2 separate regions of the Sus scrofa genome follow, and region 2 is linked to region 1. The links are chromatin contacts, called in public promoter capture Hi-C maps. All regions are on one chromosome and are shown on one strand. Each heading gives the region's core, a stretch centred on a gene start, on an enhancer-like site or on the middle of the called end of the contact. The rest is flanking DNA. Distances are from core to core; before and after follow the strand shown.

The links. Promoter capture Hi-C pulls out the DNA fragments that hold promoters and counts their contacts.
Region 2: a promoter capture Hi-C map of fetal skeletal muscle shows a contact between it and region 1, with 5 times the contacts expected there. The contact joins the promoter of S100A6 here to the promoter of ILF2 in region 1. A contact is called at or near these places in 4 of 5 promoter capture datasets (fetal skeletal muscle, liver and skeletal muscle), 9 of 47 Hi-C or Micro-C datasets (embryonic fibroblasts, epiblast stem cells, fetal skeletal muscle and 4 more) and 2 of 2 datasets of contacts at active chromatin or transcription factors (alveolar macrophages and skeletal muscle).

The regions. Positions count from the first base shown.
Region 1 is chr4:95,977,353-95,983,528 of Sscrofa11.1, forward strand. It overlaps ILF2 (interleukin enhancer-binding factor 2), which reads left to right and starts at 3,510. Exons shown (of 14, transcript XM_005663409.3): 1 at 3,510-3,636; 2 at 4,337-4,396; 3 at 4,613-4,655; 4 at 5,097-5,201; 5 at 5,587-5,664; 6 at 5,768-5,870. The coding sequence starts at 3,632. TRNAM-CAU (a tRNA gene) reads right to left here and starts at 3,297; the gene lies at 3,226-3,297.
Region 2 is chr4:96,096,333-96,103,122 of Sscrofa11.1, forward strand. It overlaps S100A6 (S100 calcium binding protein A6), which reads left to right and starts at 1,932. Exons shown (of 3, transcript NM_001044557.1): 1 at 1,932-1,974; 2 at 2,617-2,775; 3 at 3,128-3,353. The coding sequence starts at 2,638. The coding sequence ends at 3,262. It overlaps S100A5 (protein S100-A5), which reads left to right. Exons shown (of 3, transcript XM_021090792.1): 3 at 291-538. The coding sequence ends at 431.

The sequences.
Region 1 (6,176 bases), core at 2,260-4,759:
ACCCAATCAATGGTTTAACAGCAAGTTAGACTCTACTAAGGAATAAGTAATGAATTGGAAAACAAGAACAAGAAACTGCTCAGAATGAAGCATGGATAAAGAGGAATAAAAAAAATAAAAGAGGGGATTGGAGATATAAAGGCTATCATGAGAAAGTCTGACACTATTTGGTGACCTGAAGGGAGGGAAATAATAAGGTAGAAGCAATATTTTAAAAGCTAATGGCGGAGTTTCCCGTCGTGGCGCAGTGGTTAACGAATCCGACTAGGAACCATGAGGGTGTGGGTTTGATCCCTGGCCTTACTCAGTGGGTTAAGGATCTGGCGTTGCTGTGAGCTGTGGTGTAGGTCGCAGACGTGGCTTGGATCCTGCGTTGCTGTGGCTCTGGCGTAGGCCTGTGGCTACAGCACCGATTCGACCCCTAGCCTGGGAACCTCCATGTGCCATGATGAGAGTGGCCCAAGAAATGGAAAAAAGACAAAAAAATTAAAATAAATAAATAAATAAATAAAAGCTAATGGCTAAGAAACATAAAAAAAGAAAAAAAGAAGGAGTTCCCCTCGTGGCTCAGCAGAAATGAATCTGACTAGTATCCATGAACACGAAGGTTTGATCCCTGGCTTCGCTCAGTGGGTTAAGGATCTGGTGTTGTTGCCTTAAGCTTTGGTGCAGACGCTCCTCAGATCTGGCATTGCTATGGCTGTGGTGTAGGCCAGCAGCTACAGCTCTGATTGGACCCCTAGCCTGTGAAGCTCCATATGCCCATGGGTATGGGTCTAAAAAGACAAAAAAAAAAAAAAAAAAAAAAAGAAAGAAAAAGAAAAAGAGGATTGATGACCTTCAAAGGAGCAACCATTTGTTCAACATTTTTTTTTCACAGCAAAAATGGAAACCATACACAGTAAAATAATATTGTAAATGTACTAGATGAAAAATAACTTCCAATCCAGAATTCCATATCCAGAGAAAATGTCCTTCAAAAACAAAGGTAAAACAAAGATGTATTCAGAAAAAACAAAACGAAGATGGCCACCAGCAGAAGGGTACTAATTCTAAAGCAGAAGGAATATTCCAGATAAATGTTGGGGATACAGGAGGGAATAAAGAGCATTAAAAACTGGTAGACTTCAGCCTGGCAGCTACAGCTCTGATTGGACCCTTAGCCTGGGGTGCTCCAAATGCCGTGGGTGCAGCCCTAAAAAGTCAGAAAAAACAAAACAGGAGTTCCCATCATGGCTCAGTGGTTAACGAATATGACTAGGAACCATGAGGTTGCGGGTTTGATCCCTGGCCTCGCTCAGCGGATTGAGGATCCGGCGTTGCCGCCGTATGTCGGTCGCAGACATAGCTCGGATCCCACATTGCTGTGGCTGTGGCTGTGACTGGCAGCTATAGCTCTGATTCAACCCCTAGCCCGGGAACCGCCATATGCTGCGGGTGTGGCCTTAGAAAAGACAAAACAAAGAGACAAACACACACAAAAAAACCTTAAAAATAAAACAAACTGGCACACCTCAATGACCGTTAGTTTAATTAATAAGTAAGGCTAAGGGTCAAGTCGGAGCTACAGCTGCCAGCTTGCGCCACAGCCACGTGGGATCTGAGTCATGTCTGCAACCCACACCACAGCTCTCAGAAACACAGGAGCTAACTGACTGAGCGGAGCCAGGGGTCCAAAACCCACATTCTCATGTTTACTGGTTGGATTTATTTCCACTGAGCCACAACCGGAAGCCCAAGTATTAATATCTAGTGGGACTGAATATATATGCAATTTAAATTTTGTAAACATATACAGCTACACTTACCCCTCTGCAATGAAGAGGAACAATTGCATCTACTGCAAGAATCTTGTACAAAAATGATCATAGCGGCTTTATTCATAATGTCTCCAAACTGGAAACGACCCAGATGTGTTTGCCGGTGGCTCAGCCTGTTGGAGGTCTGAACTCATCAACAGAAGAATGGATAAACAAACAGTGGAATATTTATGCAATGGAATGCTACTCATAAATAAAAAGGAGGAGTGGTTAAGGATCCCACATTGACACTCCTGTCAGTCTCGTCACTGCTGCGGCTTGGGTTTAATCCCTGGCCTGGGAACTTCCGCATGCCCTGTGGGGCTAAAATAAATAAACAAGTAAAAAGGAACAAATTGCTGATAAATGCAGAAACATGGAAAAATTTTGAAATGTGCCAAGCAAAAGAAGCCAGAGGAAAAAGAACACATAGGCTGTGAGTCCATTTATGTGAAGAGCAGACGAAACCAATCTACAATAAGAGAAATTGGAATAGTGTTTGCCTCCAGGGGGAGAGCAAAGGCGTATAAGCCAAATTTGTCAGGTGCTAAAAATATTCTTTATGTTAATCTATGCGGTGATTACAAGGGCAGAATACATTATTCAAAAATATTGGAGCTGTAGATTTAAGATCTGTGCATTTTGCTGTAGTAAATAATACGTCAATGTAATACTTAAAAGTTACACAATAGTATATATAATTCTAGAGTCAGTGTGGTAAATTGAATTAAATTACTCCTGCATTTTTCACGAGGAGGGTAAAATTAGACTCTGCCCTTTCAAGGAGGCACGAAATTTTTAGGGTAACCACTGAGGGAGCAGAAAAAGTGCGTAACTTTCTATTGACAGAGGCAGGGAAGGAATAATAAATATTAGTCAGTGAAAAAGAAGGCAAGAAGAGGGAGAAACAGGACAAAGAGCAACTTGTAATATGATTGATTTAAATGCAACAGCAGTTTATCCTTATATGTGGCTGTGAAGCTTCGTTTAAGAGTAAAATCCACCAGGGAGGTTGCCGAGTGAGGAAAGGAGAAATGAGGGGATACTGGGCAAGAGGGATGGGTCTGGTCTTTTTCTCCAGTCATTTCCGTTGTTCTCTTCATCTGAACTCTCTTTCCTGAGGCTGTCTCAGTTTGCCTTCTAGCCCCTCCACATCAGTATTTCTCCTCTCCGATTCAATTATTATATTCAAATCCGCTTCTCCTGCCTCAAGTTTCTAGTCTCTGTGAACTACATCCAGACGTGTAGTCATAGTTGCCTAAGTCCCTTCCTATTCCATTTCGCCTGCTTGCGCCATTTGCCTGCTTTTGGCAAAAATTAGCTTCTAAGGAGGAAAACATAGGAGTGCGGTATTTACATCTACTAGAAAAACAAGAGTTTCTGTCCTGGAGTGGGAAGGAGGGGGGAAAAGAAAGAAAAGCTCTCCTAGCAGAGGATGGTTTCGATCCATCGACCTCTGGGTTATGGGCCCAGCACGCTTCCGCTGCGCCACTCTGCTAGCTCGGCAAGATATTTTTCAAAAATCGTATAGAAAGTTCTCTGAGTGTTAGCCAACCTGATTGCTCTACACCATGCCCCCTGGTGTCCGTAAAAAAAAGTCTTTCCTGTCAAGTCCTTTCTTATTGGCTGGTCCCTGACATAGTAGGGGCTTTTTATTGGTTCATAAACCCGGTTTGCTGAAGTGAACCAATAGGCATAAGTGGTGCAGAACGGCGGGAGCCAATCACGCCGGGGTTTGTTGGCATACGCCGGCAAGCCGCCTCTCCAGTTGAGGGCTTCTCGGAGGAAAGGGGCGGTTGGTGTGGCCTCCATTGTTCGGACTTTGGGACGCCATGAGGTAAGGGTCGTGGGGTGCTCTGGAAGGGTTTCGAGTATTCGACCAAAAACTTTGGGTACGCGGGCTGAAAGGACTCGGAGGTCTTGAAGGGCCGTGTATCTGGGGGCTGCACGGAAATCTGAGAACTCCCGCTTGGGAGCGTGGGGGAAGTCGGGGGCCGCGGAGGCGGGGAAACGTGGGCCAGGGATGGGGGTGGGGCCCAGGCAAGGGGAAGCGGGAGCGGGGGCGGTTAGATGAGGGGCTGTCCTCACCTCCCAGGAGGACCACCTCCCCACCCCGACCACCATCTAGACTGAGAAGGCTTGAACGTGCCTCGTTCATACTCCAGGCTAAGTGCTTGACGTATAGGGTTGCCGTTAGATGCTTTTACTAGTTACGAATAAATGAGCAATCTCGTTAGTCTCTGAAGTATTAGGGCTGGCGCGCCCCGGGAATTATGGGGCATTTCTTGTAGGGCTCACTGAACCTCGTCAGTATTTGATGTGATTAAATTACCCAGAAGGAGGCGGTCTTGGGGGTTGAGGCTGGGCGCTTGGGACGGATGGAGAGCAAGTGTTGTCAGTGGGAATGGGATCTCTTAGCTTCCAAACGGAAGTTCACGGAGATGGCGGTAAGCGAACTTGAAATCATATGGCCGGTATGGTGGAGGTCGTTTCAACGCGGTGAGAACCAAGTTAAAAATGTATTTATGCATTTCTAGGGGGGACAGAGGCCGTGGTCGTGGCGGGCGCTTTGGTTCCAGAGGAGGCCCAGGAGGAGGGTGAGTGCCAGTTTTTAGCATCTCTGCACACTTAGTTTCCATTTCAGTCACCTAAATGGGGTGTTTGGAGCGGACTAATCTTACCTGCTTTTGTGAGCTCCAGCTGTGGTTTAGAAGCATTCTTTCCGTGCTCTCCTAAATGAGAGTTCTGGCCCCTTTATGCTAAAACCACTTGATTTCTGTGGTGAATAATTTGACTTGTTTTTCATTTTTTAGGTTCAGGCCGTTTGTGCCACATATCCCATTTGATTTCTATTTGGTGAGTACCTTGACCGCAGTTCACTTGTTTCCTGGAGCCTAGGGTCTCCCTGTTAATAAAGTCAAATGGTGGTTGGAGTAGGAAAGGGGGTTAGTGAGTGGGATTGGGTTTTGAGTCAGCCTGTATTGCTTTACATACAAAAGCAGTGTAAACTGGGTGGGGAACATAGTTCCTTGACTACAGTTGGTAGTAACAGGATTAGAATCTTTGTTTTGAACAGTTAATTGTATCTTTGGTTTATCTGTTAATGTAACGGTAGTGAGAGCTTAAATTATGGCTCTTCTAGTTTCTATGCTTGTTTAAATATTTTATGGAGTTAAAAATAAGTGTTTTAGAATTTTCTCTTTTCAACTTTTTTTTGTTTTGTGGCAACAGGAAAAAACAATCTTTATTTTATGTTATTTTTGGTGGGTAGTATAAAATTGTTTATTTCTGGTTTAGTGTGAAATGGCCTTTCCTCGGGTCAAGCCAGCACCTGATGAAACTTCCTTCAGTGAGGCCTTACTGAAGAGGAATCAGGACCTGGCTCCTAATTCAGCTGAGCAGGTATATTCTGTTAGTTTTCCTCCTGAGATTTCACGAATGAAGTAGAGAAGTAAATAACTACTGGTGCCGTTACACTTATCAGAGCCTGCCCTCCCCAGAGGGTTTAATTGTTCTCCTTATTTCTCACTGTGGGTGGAGGGAGAGCACCAGGGATGATATAAACAAATTATGTGTGCATTTATATTTTTACTGGGGCATCTATCTTTGGATCAAAGTTTTCTCTTCTGGCATATTCAAAGCCAGAAGGGTCCAGAGTGTTTTCAGAGTCCGTTGTAGGTACTGATTGAGCCTGTATTGCAGGGATTAGGGGAAAACATTCAAACTTGATGAGAAGTTGCTTATCATGTTTCACCTTTATGGTATTTTTGTTTCCTGCTGTTTTCAGGCCTCTATCCTTTCTTTGGTGACAAAAATAAATAATGTGATTGACAACTTGATCGTGGCTCCAGGGACATTTGAAGTGGTGAGGTTTTGATGATTTAGTCCTAGGGAAGGGTGGCCTTGGTAGTGTGGAAGTTGCCTTGCTTGGCTCTAAGGTTTTTCTTCTGAAATTCTCTCTCCAACAGCAAATCGAAGAAGTCCGACAAGTTGGATCATATAAAAAGGGAACGATGACTACAGGACACAATGTGGCTGACCTGGTGGTAATCCTAAAGATTTTGCCAACACGTGAGTGTGCCTTTCCCTGGCCTTGGAAACAGAACATATTTGGGTTTGAGGTATAGGGATCTTTAAAGCCCATGTATCTTGTGTGAAAGGCTGTTTAGAAGACAGGTGGGAAATATATTTATTTTGGCGGGTGGGAAAATTTTTTTAATGTGTCGTATCTGAAAAAAAGTATGGCCAGTTACCAAAGGGCAGTGTGTCTCAACTGAGGGTGGTTTTGTTCCCCCATTTGGCAGCGCCTGGAGGTGTTTGGGGGCTAATGTTTTTGGGTAGAGCTCAGGGTCACCTCTAAGCATTCTACAGTGCACA
Region 2 (6,790 bases), core at 682-3,181, 120 kb after region 1:
CGCATAGTCACCAAGCCGCTTCTATGAGGTGTTGCATGATATCTAGCTTATTATTTCTTCGGGCGGTAGAAAGTGTGGAGGGGAAGCGGGGCTGCCCTAGACTCCCTCTGGTAATTTTTCCAGGCTCAGGGGTCAGCTCACTGAGCGCCTGCGTGGTGCTGGGTCCTGGGCTGGGTGTGGCCTGGGGGCGGGGGGATTCTGAGGGCCCAGAAGCTGACTCCGCTGGGGCTCAGCCTGAGGCTGGGAGGGGGCAGGGCTGACCTGTGTCTCTACCTGGGCCCTGGAAGAAGATGAAGGAGAGCAGTGTGGACGACCTGATGAAGAGTTTGGATAAGAACAGCGACCAGGAGATCGACTTCAAGGAGTACTCGGTGTTCCTGACCACGCTCTGCATGGCCTACAACGACTTCTTCCTGGAGGACAACCAGTGACGGGGCCCAGGCCCTGGCCTCTGCAGCTCCTATCACACACCCTTCCAGAAGGATGCTGCTTTAGCCTTCCATTCCCGCAGAGGAAATAAAGATTTTCCTTTCCAGGGGTCCGTGGCTGGTTTGGAAGATGTCTTGTCCATCTTGGCTGGGGGTGCGGTGGGCAGGGCAGCGATTCCCCTTCAGTGAGTGGAGAGCTTCTGGGGGCTAGGGTTCTGGGCTCCCTCTCCACTTCCTGTCCTTTGGTGTGGATGTGACTAAGTGTGTCTGGGCTTAGCATGGCCCTCCTGGAAAATGGGGAAGTTGGGCCAGGCTTTTGATGGCTTCCGAGGTGTGCTTCGGCTATGCAGAGAAAGTTAAGGAGAAAGTGCTTAGAGGGTGAGGACACTGGAGGCAGCCGGGATGTGGTTCCTGGGGGCAGTGGTGGACAGGCCAGTCTGACTTGTCACCAGCTCACAGGAGGCCACCCTGAGGACGCTGGTAAGAAAGGGGAGTGTGGCCTTGACCTCCAGGCCAGTCCCCTTTCCCTCTCCTCCGTTTCCCTCTCTGCAACAAGCCCTGCTACCCCGCATGCCACCTCAATCACCTCTAGGCTTTCTGCCTTTCCCACCTCCCCATATCAAAAGCCTTTCTCCAGAGAGGATCTGAGAGGAGTTCCCCCTTGTGCTGCAGCGGAATTGAATCTAACTAGGAACCATGAGGTTGCAGGTTCGATTCCCTGGCCTCACCCCAGTGGGTCAAGGATCTGGTGTTGCCATGAGCTGTAGTGTGGGTCGAGACCCTGCTCGGATCTGGCGTTGCTGTGCCTGTGGCAGAGGCCAGCAGCTACCCGAGGCCCTAAAAAGCAAACAAAACAAAACAAAACCCAAAACCAAAAAACACTGAGGATCTGAGAAACTTTGCATTGCAGGGTAAATAACTAGGGACACAGGGCTTGGCTCTGGCATGTGTGCCCCTGAAGCTGCAGGAGGCTCCGGTGTGCAATTCTGGAATTCGGGGTGGGGGAGGGGGTTGGGGAAGGGAGCAGGATGGTGGTAGGAATTCGTTTTCCGCTGGCGGATGGGTGTTGGAGAAGTCCTTGAAACTGTATTCTGTAGACCACCGGCCGCTCCCCACCCTTCATCTAGGTTTCGCCCTGGGAAGGGGGCACCCTTCTCTCCCTTCTCCACCCACTTCCGGCAGCCCCCCCAGCGTCAGTGACAGCGTCCTGCCCTGGCCTGTCACATCACGATGCTGGGGGGTGGGTGGCTGCAAACTGGGTTTCAGGGGTTAGGAAGGAGCTCGAGGTCACTCGGCTGGCTGCAGGTGGGACCCCCTCCCCCTCGAGGTCCCCCCCACCCCGCGGAGCCCTGAACTGCCCCGGGGCAGGAGGCGTGGAAAGTTTTGGGGCCCTGGTGTTGTGTAACGGCGAGCACAGGGTGGGGCGCGGGGCGGGCCGTGGGCGGTGGGGAGCCGGCCTCCCGGACGCGCCTCTATAAGGCGGGCGGGCCGGCCCCAGAGCCCAGCATCCCCTCGGCCGCTCCCTGCTCCCGTCGCTGCCGCCGTGGTGAGTCCTGGCCAGGGCAGCCCCGGTCCTTCTGAGCCAGCCCGCCCCGGGCTTGGTCCGCGGGCGGTGGATGGCTCGGCATCCAGCCTGGGGCTGCGGGGCTGCCGGGCGGGCGGGGAGAGGCAGGAGAAGCCAGGCTGGCCCAGGGCTAAGGCGTCCGTTGGGCGGCTCCGGGTAGTGGCCCATCTGGGGTGCGGGAGGGTGTGTCCCGGGCGGGCGTGTCAGCGCCGCCGTGTGTGGCCCTGGAAGGCTGTGTGTAGGGCTGGGTGCGCCGTCTCCACCCCCGCCCCGCAACATCCGCCCCAACTTTCCCGCAACCCCTGGAGGAGCGTTCTCAGCTGTGTTCCTGTCTGCTGCTTAGAATCCTTGAGCCACCTCGTCTCTGGTTCCCTGGAGGCCACAGATCTCTAGGCTCTAGAGTCTGCCCTCTTCCTCCCCTTCAAGCCTCGAGCTGTCTCCTGAGGTCACCTGACACTTACTTGGTGGTCCGGGCAGGGTCGTCAAAGGGAGTTGGGGTCGGGGGTGGGTGGTGGTGGGGATGGGGGTGGGTGGGTGGGGGGCAGAGGTCTTGGGGCTTGCGGTGAGTGAGAGGAGTGAGACCTCCGTGTGGCCCAGGACACTGACCAGCCCCTCTGCCCCCAGCCTTGAACTCAGCCTTCAGCCATGGCATGCCCTCTGGATCAGGCTATTGGCCTCCTGGTGGCCATCTTCCACAAGTACTCCGGCCGGGAGGGTGACAAAAACACCCTGAGCAAGAGTGAGCTGAAGGAGCTGATCCAGAAGGAACTCACCATTGGGGCGGTGAGTGAGTCTCCCCTGCCCCCCCCCCCCTTAGAAGCAGGATTGGGAGAAGGCCAGGCGCCAGGTGCCTGTGACTCACACTTACTCACATTCCGGGGACCTAGACCTTACCGGACCATTGGTCCACACCCCTGGGCCCTGAGGGGCTGGGGATATTCCCAGCCTGGTATTCACTCCTCCTGAGTCAGCAGCAGAGAAGTCAAGCCAAGTGAATTCAAGGTGGGCTCAGAGTTTTGGTGACAAGTGAGCACAGAGCCACTTGTCTGAGAGAGGGCTGCCTGGGAGGGGGAAAGGCAGAGAACCCAAGGTCTCATCACCCCTGAGTCCTGGATTTCCCATTTTGACCCGGTAGAAGCTGCAGGATGCTGAAATCGCAAAGCTGATGGATGACCTGGACCGGAACAAGGACCAGGTGGTGAACTTCCAAGAATATGTCACCTTCCTGGGGGCCTTGGCTATGATCTACAACGATGTCCTCCGGGGCTGAACATAAATTGAGACGGTGGAGACACCCTTTAGCTGGCCTGTTGATCTAGTGGTGGGTAACTGTACAATAAATTTTTTTTGTTGTTAAATCTACCCCTGTGTCCTGGCTTCCCTGTGATTTGTTTCCTCCTCTGCTTGCCGCTGCATCAGCCATCAGAGGGTTTTCTCGCAGTCCCCTCTGGGAGTGACTCAGTGACTCACCAGGTCAGGGGAGCTGGTGGGAGGGTCCACAAGATGATGGATGCGCCCTAACAAGGCAGTTACAGCTCCTAAACTGCTTTTATGTGAATCAGAAAAGATGTAAGCTCTGGGCAAAGCCATCTTAAGGAAAGGCTCAAGCGGTCCCCAGCACAGGGCGTTCTGGGGTGGGCTTGGAGAAGGAAATGGTGCTTAAGCCAGGCTGTGATGAGTCCAGAGTGGAACAGAGATAGTCCTAGCTGGGTCCTTGCAGACGACAAAGACAAGTTTTTGCTCTGGGTGTGGTCAAAGGGGAAGGTCCAGCAGGGCTGTGGGGCGGGGCTGGTCCACTCTCTCACTACAGGGAAGTGGGGGCAGAGAAGGCACATCTGGCATGCTCACAGCCTGGCTGGGGACTGCTGTGGATGCTGTACGGTCAAGGTCAATTCTGCTGCCCCTGCCCCGGTTGAAGGTGGGAGGCACACCTTAGGGCCCTTTGTTCTCAGAGTTGTGGTCTGAGAAGCTGGCAGCTGTGTGGATACATGAATCATGAGATGCTCATGAAAGGGGTGGGATGGGGGTCCCCGGGACTGGGCAGCCACAGCCCAGCCTTTCTGTCAATATTGAGCCAGCCCATTCCTAGCGCCTTAGCAGAATGGATCACCCCAGTTATTCCATGGAGCCACTGGTAGATGATGAATTGAAATTATCTGAGTTCATTGTTTGCATTAGTGTTTTCAGGCGGTGGGGGGAAGAAGGGGGTGGCGGGGGAGGAGGGGATGGTGGGGAGGGAGGGGGATCGGGGCAAGAGGGTTTCAGGGCGATGGGGCAGTTGTGGCAATGCTCTCCCATGCAGACCTAGTCTGTGCCAGGCAATTTCCTCTGTAGGTTCTGGGGGCCTCAGACAGAGACCGTTTCTTCCTGTCCCTCTTTTTCACCTCTCCACTTCCCAGCGGGCCCAGATTTGCGGAATTAAATCTTCTTCCTCCATGAGGTGGGGATGAGCAAACAGTCCCAAGAGGGCTGGAAACCTCACCTTTGGTGTCCCTCCTTCTCTAGTGGCCACTCCTTCCCCGCAGGGAGTAGGGACTGGCACAGTTGTGAACCAGGAAGGGACCCAGGATCTGAGCTCCCTGTCTGCACAGTCATGTCCAAGCCTTAGCTCCATGCAATCTCCTCTGGAAAGGTAACTTCTCAGCGGCCAGCATCTTGGGGCTTGGACCGAGCGCCCTCGTGTGGGCAGATAGCAGGACGCCGCGGGGAGCGGGTTGGTTTTCTCCAAACCCCAGGGATGGGCCAACGGTGTAGAGGCCAAGGTTGGTGGAGACTTTCCAACCAAGAGGGAAACGCCACTTGGACGCTCAGGGTATGTCAGCTCCCAGCAACTAACCCCCAAATAAAGCAACTCAATTTCACCTAAGACACACCTACCAGGAACAAGTCAGTAAGAGGAAGGCAGTTTGCAAAGACAAACAGAATCTGAATCGTGCTGCTCCCCTGCCCCACTTGCTTTTGGCAGAGAGGACATTCCTGCAGATGAAGGAGGGCTCCTTTCAAGGGGTGAAGACCCACTCCCGGGGTGGGGGCTGCTCCTGCATTTGCTGGGAGCTCGGGTGGGTGGCCTGGCCCAGGGATGGAAGAGAATCAATAAACCTGCACAGGGCACAGTCCACCTGCTGAGCAAACAGGCGTGTCCTTTATAAAGTGTCTGACTTTCCAGTGGAGGGCAACAGGAACACGGATTTAAAAAATAAAATAAACACTGAAATGTATAGTTAATCTTTAGTTTGCTTTGAGGGTATGTTTGGTGGGGGGGGTGGCAATGGGAGGAAGCAGCATTTACAATGGCATCTGGTGGGTTGCTGGCCTCACAGGGTGGAACTGGGTGTGGTGAGGGGCGCAGACTGGTCATTTTTTAATTGCGTTTGCCTCCAACTGATATAACGTTGGAGATGAAGCCTTTAGCTCAGTCTGTGGAACAGGGGTCTGGGCTTAGAGGGGAGGGAGCCAGTCAGGGGGCTTTACACCCAGTGCCTTTGCCGCTGCTGATCCAGGAGCACTGATTCACTCGCTTGTGGAACTGGCTCCGCTTTCTCCTCTTCCCTAGCTGAGCATAAATAGGCTTTAATCCTGTAACCTAGTCACCCTGACTCCCAGGAAGCTGAAACAGCAGCACCGCTGCCCATCTCTGTAAGCTGGGTTGGGCCCCAGTTGGAGGGTTTTAGGACTGAGTCAGAGCATGTAGCTCTTTGTTCTCTGCCAAGCATATCTGATGTTGTCAAGAATAGTGCCACTGTACACGGCATGGCACTTGTATTTTTACAAGGCACTTTCCTATCCATTGTCTTTTGTGATGCTTGGAAGTTTTATGTGTAGTGTGTATTATTAACCCCATTTAACAAGTGAAAAGACCAGGTTACAGTGAAGTAAGTGCCTCTACCCCTGGGCAAATCCCAGTGAAGAACTGGGCCCTTGCCATCCCGTCACCCATTCACTAATGCTTAGCTCATCAGGACATATTTCGGCCATTTCTTCTTCATGTTTTTCTCTTAAGTGTTTTAATCACATATGGAAGGTATACAAGATGATTTATAGAAATAATCAGTGAGGGAGTTCCCGTTGTGGTTCAGTGGGTTAAGAACCAGACGAGTATCCATGAGGACTTGGGTTTGATCCCTGGCTTCGATCAGTGGGTTAAGGATCCAGCATTCCTGTGAACTGTGGTGTGGATCGCAGACACGGCTCAGATCTGGCGTTGCTGTGGCTGTGGTGTAGGCCAGCAGCTACAGCTCTGATTGGACCCCTAGCTTGGGAACCTCCATATGCCGCGGGTGCCACCCTTCAAAACAAATGAATGAGTGAGTAGATGAATAAATAATAAAAAAGAAATAATCAGTGAGTCAGGGCTGCCTTGACCCCGGTCTCACCCTGGGCTTGGTCCCATTTGAGGACCAGACGTTCAGTGTGTAACCGAGCTGGACTCTGTGAGGGCTTCCCGGAGGACCCTCAGTCAGGTCCTCTACTTGCCTTTTTTGTCTATAGAAAAACTTTAGTCAAAGAATCAATTTAGTCAGACAAGTGAGAAAATACAGAGAAAACAGACAACAGTCAAGCGAGACATAATAGTAATAATTTATTTTTTTATTTTTATTAAAAAAAATTTTTTTTGTCTTTTTGCCTTTTCTAGGTCTGCTCCCCTGGCATATGGAGGTTCCCTGGCTAGGGGTCGAATCGGAGCTGCAGCAGGTGCTAAATCCCCCACCAGGAGGAAGAATCAACTGTATGCTGCCTGCAAGCCCGTAGACCCCAGCTTGGCTGGAACTGGAAGGTTGATGATGCTGACTCCCAATTA